Linked DNA regions of Cyprinus carpio: region 1 is linked to region 2. Evidence: chromatin contacts called from public Hi-C data. All regions are on one chromosome and are shown on one strand. The core of a region is the stretch at or near the end of the contact, and the rest is flanking DNA. Distances in the headings are between cores, read along the strand shown. Region 1 holds the start of LOC109079742 (insulin-like growth factor 1 receptor). Region 2 overlaps LOC109079742 (insulin-like growth factor 1 receptor).

What was found. Hi-C and Micro-C count contacts between places; a contact is called where the count stands out from the background.
Region 1: a Hi-C map of skeletal muscle shows a contact between it and region 2, with 3 times the contacts expected there. The contact joins the promoter of LOC109079742 here to the enhancer-like site in region 2. A contact is called at or near these places in 3 of 8 Hi-C or Micro-C datasets (liver and skeletal muscle).

What each region holds. Positions count from the first base shown.
Region 1 is chrB7:10,744,197-10,748,791 of ASM1834038v1, forward strand. LOC109079742 (insulin-like growth factor 1 receptor) reads right to left here and starts at 1,357. Exons shown (of 21, transcript XM_042727217.1): 1 at 1,137-1,357. The coding sequence starts at 1,218.
Region 2 is chrB7:10,689,435-10,693,846 of ASM1834038v1, forward strand. The region is part of intron 2 of LOC109079742 (insulin-like growth factor 1 receptor); the gene reads right to left. Among protein-coding and RNA genes, the nearest start is that of LOC109093825, 36 kb to the left of the region's middle. Within about 2 kb of position 1,302, at least 1 of the 8 cell types and tissues checked has an H3K27ac peak or open chromatin away from gene starts, as enhancers often do. A contact at or near this core is called in skeletal muscle, where this site is marked.

The DNA.
Region 1 (4,595 bases), core at 107-2,606, 55 kb after region 2:
ACTCATTCCCAGTATGTATGTTTGCATGCCTTGGTTAATATTCCAAAGAAACCATGTAAACCCAACACTGCATCATCAACATGAGACTTACATTCCCCGCCACACTGAGCACATCAGTGTCATTCCAACATGTGTCGTCATCTAAAATCACTTACTGGCAACCACATCACAGCGTCCCAACGTATCCTACTAACCTAACAGTGACCGGCCCGTCCCTGATAGCAATCTCACTAACTGTAATCACACTTATCAATACGATCTGTCAGTTATGTTAACCAAAGAAAACAAATAATAATCTTTCCAGCCTTCAGTGTCAAAGTGAAACAGATTTATCAAATCTACGATGGACTCTATTTACATTAGAGCTGTGAGACTACTGAAGTTGTACATAAACTGTTCACAAAGATCAAACACTTGTGAAGTCATTCCTTGAACTTGAAAATACACATTGAGTTTTAAACGCTCAAGTCCAGTATGAAATCAGACTTATTAATGTATTAAGGAGTGACAAACAAGTTAGAATATGGATAAACAACACTAATGCTTTTAATATCTAAACTAGTCTATTAAAAACCTGTTGGGTTTGTGACCTAAATTAACCAGATACTGTCACCAAAATCTCCCATGCTCCCAATCTGTTGGTGATGACTCAAATTTGACTTTCAAATGTAGATCTATACCTACAGGTGCACATAATGGCACTTGTGAACACAATTACACCACACTAGAATCCAATATTAGCATTATTTGATAGACACAGTGGTAAAATACCTATAAAATCACTATCATAAACGGCAGTGTTAGCATGACCAAACTTGACTTTGTTGTGTTCTTTGACTTTGCATAGCCAAAACGCTCAACAGACACTCATGTGATGTATAATATGTGAGTGTTTCCATTTCTTTTCACTTAAGAAAAATTTAAAGGGAATGAAAGCAGAAAAACATGCAATTAAAAGCAAAGCAATGAGTTTAAAAACAGCTGGTCTGGATTTTGAGCCAGTTTTCCTGCCATGCATCGCAAATGAAAGCTTAAAACACTTTGAAAGCAAAATGAAAGTGAACCTTTCTTAGACAAGCAACAATTGTGATATTATGATCTAATCCAAATGCATCCACATCAATAGAATAACTTACTTTCTCCATGACAAAGTGTAGAGAGGACCAGGACCAGACCACAAAACAAGGTCCAATATCGCCTCTGTCTGCTAGACCTCATTCCTGTACATAAACAAGGCAAACACTTGTTTAAAAAAAAAAAAAATTTTTAAATATAACAAAGCAGGGGAGACAGCTCAACCCTTCAAATTGGATGATGCTTGAAGTCTTGTCAGGACAAAAAAAAAAAAAAATATATATATATATATATATATATATATATATATATATATATATATCATCAAAGTTGGTTAATCCAGCTTGGTGCCTCCTTACGGAGGGGGTGAAAACAACAACAACAAAAAAATAGATGCTCAGCAGCTGGAAATAATCAAAGAAAACCAATTTCGCCCATAGTCGTGGTGTTTTTGCTGGGATAAATGACCCTCCAGACACCCCAGCGAGATTATCCAGCAGCCCCAGCCCGCTTTGCGCGCACCATGAGGCGGATTCAACCGCACTGATTCTCGCGCTGCTTAACCGTGTTTAACAGTATTTTGGACAGCTTTTCCTCGTCGATATATGTGAAAATAACCCTGAAAAACACGTAGCGGCTCGATAATCCTCAGTTCCATGCTCCATGTCGTGGGAAAATTTGGAAAAACACGTTGTAGGTCTCCTCGCAGGCTGGTTTTAGCTGTAACGTTAGTCCAGTGAAACCCGCTTAGATCCGCGGGCTGAAACAGTCTGGACTAGTGTGCCTCTGTGATCTTCATCAGCTGACAGACGCCTAGCACTTCTCATCCAGCGTTCTTAAAGGCCTAAAATCGGTGGGGAAACTCCGAAAGATGCCAATAACATCCGTCCAGGCTTTAAAATGGTCTCTCTCTGCCTCCCACCATCTTCAGTCTGAGATTGCAGACCTTGATTTTTCCCTTCGAGACGCAGGCGATGGAGGACACAGATGATGAGTGAGGGATCGGATCTGTGTTCATTTAGGAAATGTGGAGTAGATCCTGTAGTCTCTCTCCGTTGAATTGACGCTGTAAACAAGGCTCGATCTCTCTCACACTCACACACACTCACTCACACACACACACTCACACACATAGTAGGCTAACGTTACGTTGGAGAAAGGTATAAACCCGGACTGGATCACGCACACGGAAAAGGATTGGGATCCGATTTTGGAGGTTACCAGTGAAAACACTTGAGCGCTGCAGGCTGTGTCTGTATCTGTCTAATTTTTTATTAAAAATATAATTTTGAAATAGTATTGTTTTTTATTAACAACTTAATTTTTTTTTACAGTATAGCCAATTATATAAAACATTATTACTATTGCATTTCAATAATACAAATAGCAGTTCCATATGATGTATGGTTACATTCTTACAAAAAATGGCACTCTTATCAGAAGAAAAAAAAAGATATTTATTGCAATGCAAAGTTATATATTTTTTTAAATGACTTGTTTGATATTCTTTTATTTAAATTGTATTCACAAAGAAAAAAAATATTGTACTTTTTTCTACAAGAGATAATAATAACAATATATATTTACAATAATATTTATTATTTATAATAATAATAAATATTATAAATAAGTATTCATTTATTTATTTATTTTAGTCTATGTATGTTACGTTCACACAGATTAAAGTATCAAATTTTCAAGTATTTTTCCAGCAATTCCTTCTACAAACATAAACACACAGTAAACAGCAAGTTTATTGTCGGCCTCTTTTGGGATTCAGATGCAGCACTTGTAATTTTGTCTCACTGTAATTTTGTCTCACAAAGCATAACTGTTCTGCTGGCGGGAAACACTCATGCAATATGATGTCATAATAAAACTAAAGTCGAGCACAGTGATTTAAATTTCTTTGTCATGTTGAAATCAATAAACATTGCAGCAAAATATAAAATAAGTTGTTTAAAAAAAATTGATAAAAAAAAAGCCAAATGAAACTTTATAATACAATTAATTCTCTCTTAATAGTAAGATAGAGGGTGCATTATTTATATAAACTAGTTTACATATTTCCTTTAAAGAGCTCTTGGTTTTCGGGCTTTGGTTGAGGTTGTGTGTACTGATGTCAGTCTGGTCCTCATCATTGAGTCATTGCACAAATAACAGCAGGTTTGGGTTACTTACTGAAAGCAATATTAACTCAAAACCAAAAGCAACGGCTTTGGGCTAGACAAATTATATACATTTAACACTGACACATTATGAGTTGAAACATCATAATAAATAGTTCCATTAAGCTGTTTTCTTTGAGGCACGGCAAAATATGAGACTAAATGAATAACACATCATCTAGTCATACACAACATGTCTAGACAGGGAGCGCACAGACACGGTTTTAGGAAAATGTTCATACTGTAAGTAGGTGCTTCTGACCTGGTATATAAGTCTTAAAGAATAGTCCACTCAAAAATGAATAGTTGCTGAAAATGTACTTACTGTTGCCACTCCATCAATTTACATGTACATCTTGTGAATTTAAAAGTTGTGTGTTTGTAAGGAACTAATCCGTCATAAATACGTTTTAACTTCAAACCATTGCTTCAGGCTAAAATACAATAGAGGAGTGGTTTTGTCAGTGTTTTTATCAGCTGTTTGGACTCTCATTCTGACGGCACCCATTCACTGCAGAGGATCCATTGGTGAACGGGAGATGGAATGATACATTTCTCCAAATCAGTTCTGATGAAGAAACAAACAAACTACATCTTCGATGGTCTGAGGGTGAGTACATTTTCAACAATTTAGTAAGTGAAACTGCTATCACTTTTTATAAAACAATATATTTTATAATAATATAAACCTTACATCAATATTACTTTTGAGTGTGTTAGAGCATCTAGACAAAATAATTAAAGTTAATTAACAGAATTTGTGCATGCTTTGAAGTGACAAAGCTTGTACATGCTAATTTTGTTATCTGAGTTTTGTGCATCAAAATGTAAACAAATTAAATTTATGATATGATGATTCATACAAATTTCATCAAATATGAGATCCAATGAGTATTTAAATAAACAGTATTTAATAAACAGTTATAGACATTTTTTTAACCGGATGAATTCATCAGCTGCTCCACAGCGTTCAACACTCACCAGATTTTCCATATAACGACTATCATGGAGTGATTAATATCAGCCAAGGAAAATCATGTCGTGCAAATGTGTTGAAGATTAAAAAACAAGGAAAACCTGAAGCACTTACACATTCAAATGCAATGTTCAGTGTAGACAAATTAGCCCCGACTCTGAACACCATATTGTATATCAATAAAACTCTCATAAAAGATGTGAAAAACAAATCTATTTTGGAAACACTTTATTAGGTTCAGAAGTCTATAACCCTTTAAATCTCTCAGGAGGAAAAGTGTGAAATCTCATCTGTAATAACATATATACAGTACATTTAAAAAAAAATGGTTTGGTAGTTAATGCTTTTGCTCACAACACAAAACAAAGAATAAAAAC
Region 2 (4,412 bases), core at 52-2,551:
CTTTGATGTATAGAGAATTCAAAAGAACAGCATTTATTTGAAGCAGAAATCTTTTTTAATATAATAAATATATTTACTGTGTCGATCAATTTAATGCATTCTTGCTGAATAAAAGTATTAATTTCTTTAAAAAATAAACAGCCCAAACTTTTGAATAGTATAGCCAATAGCTCTCTTTTATGTTTCAAAACCATACCTGACTGTTGTAGCATGGATGCTATTTTGAATAAAATATTTTTTTAGATTTCACTTCCTTTGCAACCATTTAAGTTTAATGCATTAAAAACCTTGATGCATGTAGATTCTGCATAGCCCTCATTTACTACAGGTGAATTACATTGAACACCTGGCTTAGGAGATCTTGGATGTTCTTTCTCCATCCAGGAGCAGATCAACTATTAGATTACTGTCTGCTCTCATACACAACAACTGATCCAATATGAGCACCTGGACCCTCAGGAAACAAGCTAGAAAACCGCATATACTGTAGCTTCCCTATTTAATAGATGGAGAAAAGTTCATTTAAGAGATGAGAAACATTTTAAGTTGAAAAGACTTGTTTAAATATTACCAATCAACATCTACTGATATAATTACACACTATAGGATTCCACAGAAATATTAATCTTCTGAAAAAAATGAAATGCATTTTCAGCGTGGTTTTGATATACTTGGCTCAATCTGAACCTGAGAAGCAATGTGGTGATTCACATTGTTTCTTTGCATCCAGCTGCAGGGATGTTTAGCGAGTAGGAGTGATTTCCACCATGATGGTCAACAAAGTTGATTTGCAGTTGTGGAAATAGCCAGCTGTGTAGTTTTCCATGTCAACAACACATGGAGTTTTGTATACATTCACAGGAAAACTGGAAAATATGACTAAACAGTTACTAATAAATATTTTCAGAACATTTCAAAACAAAAGGAAACAGTTAAAAAAAGAATAATTATATAAGAAATAAATACAGGTTGCAAAATTGTTATTTACCAAAATATTATAAAATTAAAAAAAAAAAATACTGAATAAAATACAGTTCAATTAAAAGCAAAACTAAAAACTAAATGGCCCAAAAAAAAAAAAAAAAAAAGAAACCAGTTTTGGAAGCATTCCTGTTCAGATTTAGTTTACATGTACGTACTTGTATCGAAACTAAACCACCTCTAAATGCTACAATGCTAATACTACGCATTGTCGTTGTAATTGAATTTCCACAAGGACAAATACTAATACTGACATAACAACGGATCAAAGATTCACAGCTATTTATTGCAACCACAGTGTTGTAATTAAAACTTTTTTTTTTTGGCTAGCTCTGCTAAAGCTATCCGCACTGCTCTCACCACAGAAATGCAGACATCTGTCTGACCCAGAACATCTTGCTGTCCGGCCAAACCATAATCTACAATGTTTTTTTGTTTTGTTATGATGATGATGAAGATGCTGTTTTTTTTCAAATATTTTTAGAGTATTATTTTTGTATATTTTTCTTTTTTATTATTACTTCATGTATGATATTACAGGGATAGTTTCAGACAGTTATTTAAATTATTTTATGTTTTGTTATGGTTTGTTTCGTTTCAAACCTGTCAAGGTACAACAGACCACAACAAACATGTTCAATAAATAAATAAAAAATAAAAAACAGAGCAGAAAATTGGTGCATTCAGCACTATAAAATAAAATATAACTAAATAAATACTAAAACAAAATAAAGTAGTCAAAGATTAGTGTATTCAGCGAAAGAAAGAAAGAAAGAAAGAAAGAAAGAAAGAAAGAAAGAAAGAAAGAAAGAAAGAAAGAAAGAAAAAGAAAGAATAAAATAATAAGAAAATAAAGTTCAAAGAATAGTGCATTCAAATAAATAAATAAAACCATAAAATTCATATGGGTCACAGAAATTGTGAATTAAGCAAAATACTAAATAAAATAAAGGACAAAGAATAGTGTATTGAAATAAATGAATAAATGAATGAATGAATAAATGAATAAATAAATAAAACAAAACATTAAAATGGTTCACAGAAATTGTGCATTAAGCAAAATACTAAATAAAATAAAGATCAAAGAATAGTTTTTCACATAAATAAACAAATAAACAATCAAACAAATAAATAAATAAAATACCAACACATTAATAAGTTGTTAAGAAATTGTGTTTTAAACAAAAAACTAAATGGTGCATTCAAATAAATTAATAAATAGTGACAACTTAGGGTATTCAGCAAAAGAAAATATATATATATATATATATATATATTATATATATATATATATATATATATACATATACATATAAAAATACACAATAACTGTATTCAGCAAAAAAAACAAAGAAAAGTCAAATAAAAGCAAAATGTATATCAATATACACCACCATAACTCCCCCCCCACACACACAATTTTTGCATTATAGTCTTTCAAAGACATACTGTACAACAGCAAGTGATGAAAATGCCAACATGTGAGGCGTTATTTACTGATTTTCAGGGAATAACTCAACCGAACTAGCATCGTGATCAGACAACTTGCAAAATAGTAAAACCAACATGACAAAAATCATGATAAATCGTGAATCATGATATGATTTTCCCCCCATATCGCCCACCCCTACTTCCACCTAACGTTATTCATCTAAAAAAAACAAACATTCGTAACAGTTTCACTGACATGTGATATAGTCATTTTTGGTTGAACCACTCCTTTAATGAATTGCTCCGTATCAGCGGTGGAGGGAAAATGCCAAGCCCTGTTAGATTAGGCCAGCTCTCACAGAAGACCCCTCAGAGAGCCGCCCCGGTCTGTCCCTGCATTCCCCATCATGGCGCTGACAGTCGAGGCACAGAAAGGATGCCTCAGGCTTTTTATTTTTAGTCAACATCGTCACCTCACCCCCTCTTCCTTATTAATTCAGGAAACTCTCCAAGTTCATCTGAGGTCTTTTCATCACTGCCACAAAGCAGCATGTCAGGGAAAAACAGGTTGCACGCGCTGGCACAGTGTGTTCCCTCTCGCTCTCCATTAGAGCAAGAGCGTGCGCGAGGACAGTGGCAGATAACGCGCAGAAGAAGTATGTGTAGGATCCACCCTGAAATATTATTTTTGTCCCCCAATGGGATGGAGAACAATAGAAATATATGACTCCTAAGTCACAAGAATATTTCTCAATTATTGCATCTCAATCTAATAGCTCAAGGTCACATGTAGTATTAAATGCGGCAGTGATGAAAATTTGTGGAGGATGAAATTATGTTCCTTTCTGGAGCACATCACCGATGTGTTGTAAGTGCTGTTTTATTGCGTACCCCTGACTTTAAGATTTAGGATTTAGCCTAAAACCAAGTTAAGCTCAAGCAAACCTACTGAGATGATCTCAGAGTCAGAGTCAAGGTCAGAAACGTACCCTTCACACGCATGTAAATGCACAGCCAGTGCTTTGCGTGCCTAACCTTGTTGAACTTGAAATGTGTTTGTGCATCAATGTGGCCATGGTTGGTACTTAAAGAGGTGACAGGGTTCCCTTCAGACAGTTGTGCCATTTAACCCAATGTGCACCTAGATAAACTATTAATGGAAGTAGAACAATAGATGACAAGCTTCCTAATTTATTAAATGCATTTCTATTCAGCAGAATTCAACAGAAAATATGATCTATATTTATATATCCACACATGCATATAAAATAATACATATTAATATTATTCTGCTTATTAAAACTCACACAATGCAACAAAAAACATCACCTGCTGTCTTGATCACCAAGACTGAATGAGGGTACGCATCGAGGTTACGCTAGAAATTATGACACTTCTAATGTATCATCAATAGTAGAAACAAATCCAGATCCTAATGTTCAGAGCTGCTGCCGGAGCTTCAGCTGGGCAGCGCACCAATGCACTCATGCCCGGACTGACACCTGATAGAGTTTCATCATATCAGATGGCAAACATCACCCACAACACGCTTGGGCTTGATCAAAACAAGATCCATCAGTCTCACACTACAGAATCAGACAGCAGCTTTACTACCAGGGTTGAAGATATACCAAAAGTGAAACTTATACACTACCTTTGAAGAGTCTGGGGTCAGTAAAATCAATATTTTTATAAAGTAAGGATGTATTAAATTTACCAAAAGTGACAGTAAAGATATTTATGGTGATAGAAAATGCTTCTATTTCAAATAAATGCGGTTCTTTTGAACATCATTAAAGAATCCTGAAAAAAAGATCACGGTTTCCACAAAACATATTAAAGGGGTCATATGATGCTGCTAAAAAGAACATTATTTTGTGTATTTGGTGTAATGAACTGTGTTTATGTGATTTAAGGTTAAAAAAAAAACATTATTTTCCACATACTGTACATTATTGTTTTTCTCCTCTATGGCCCCGCCCTCTGAAACGCATGGATTT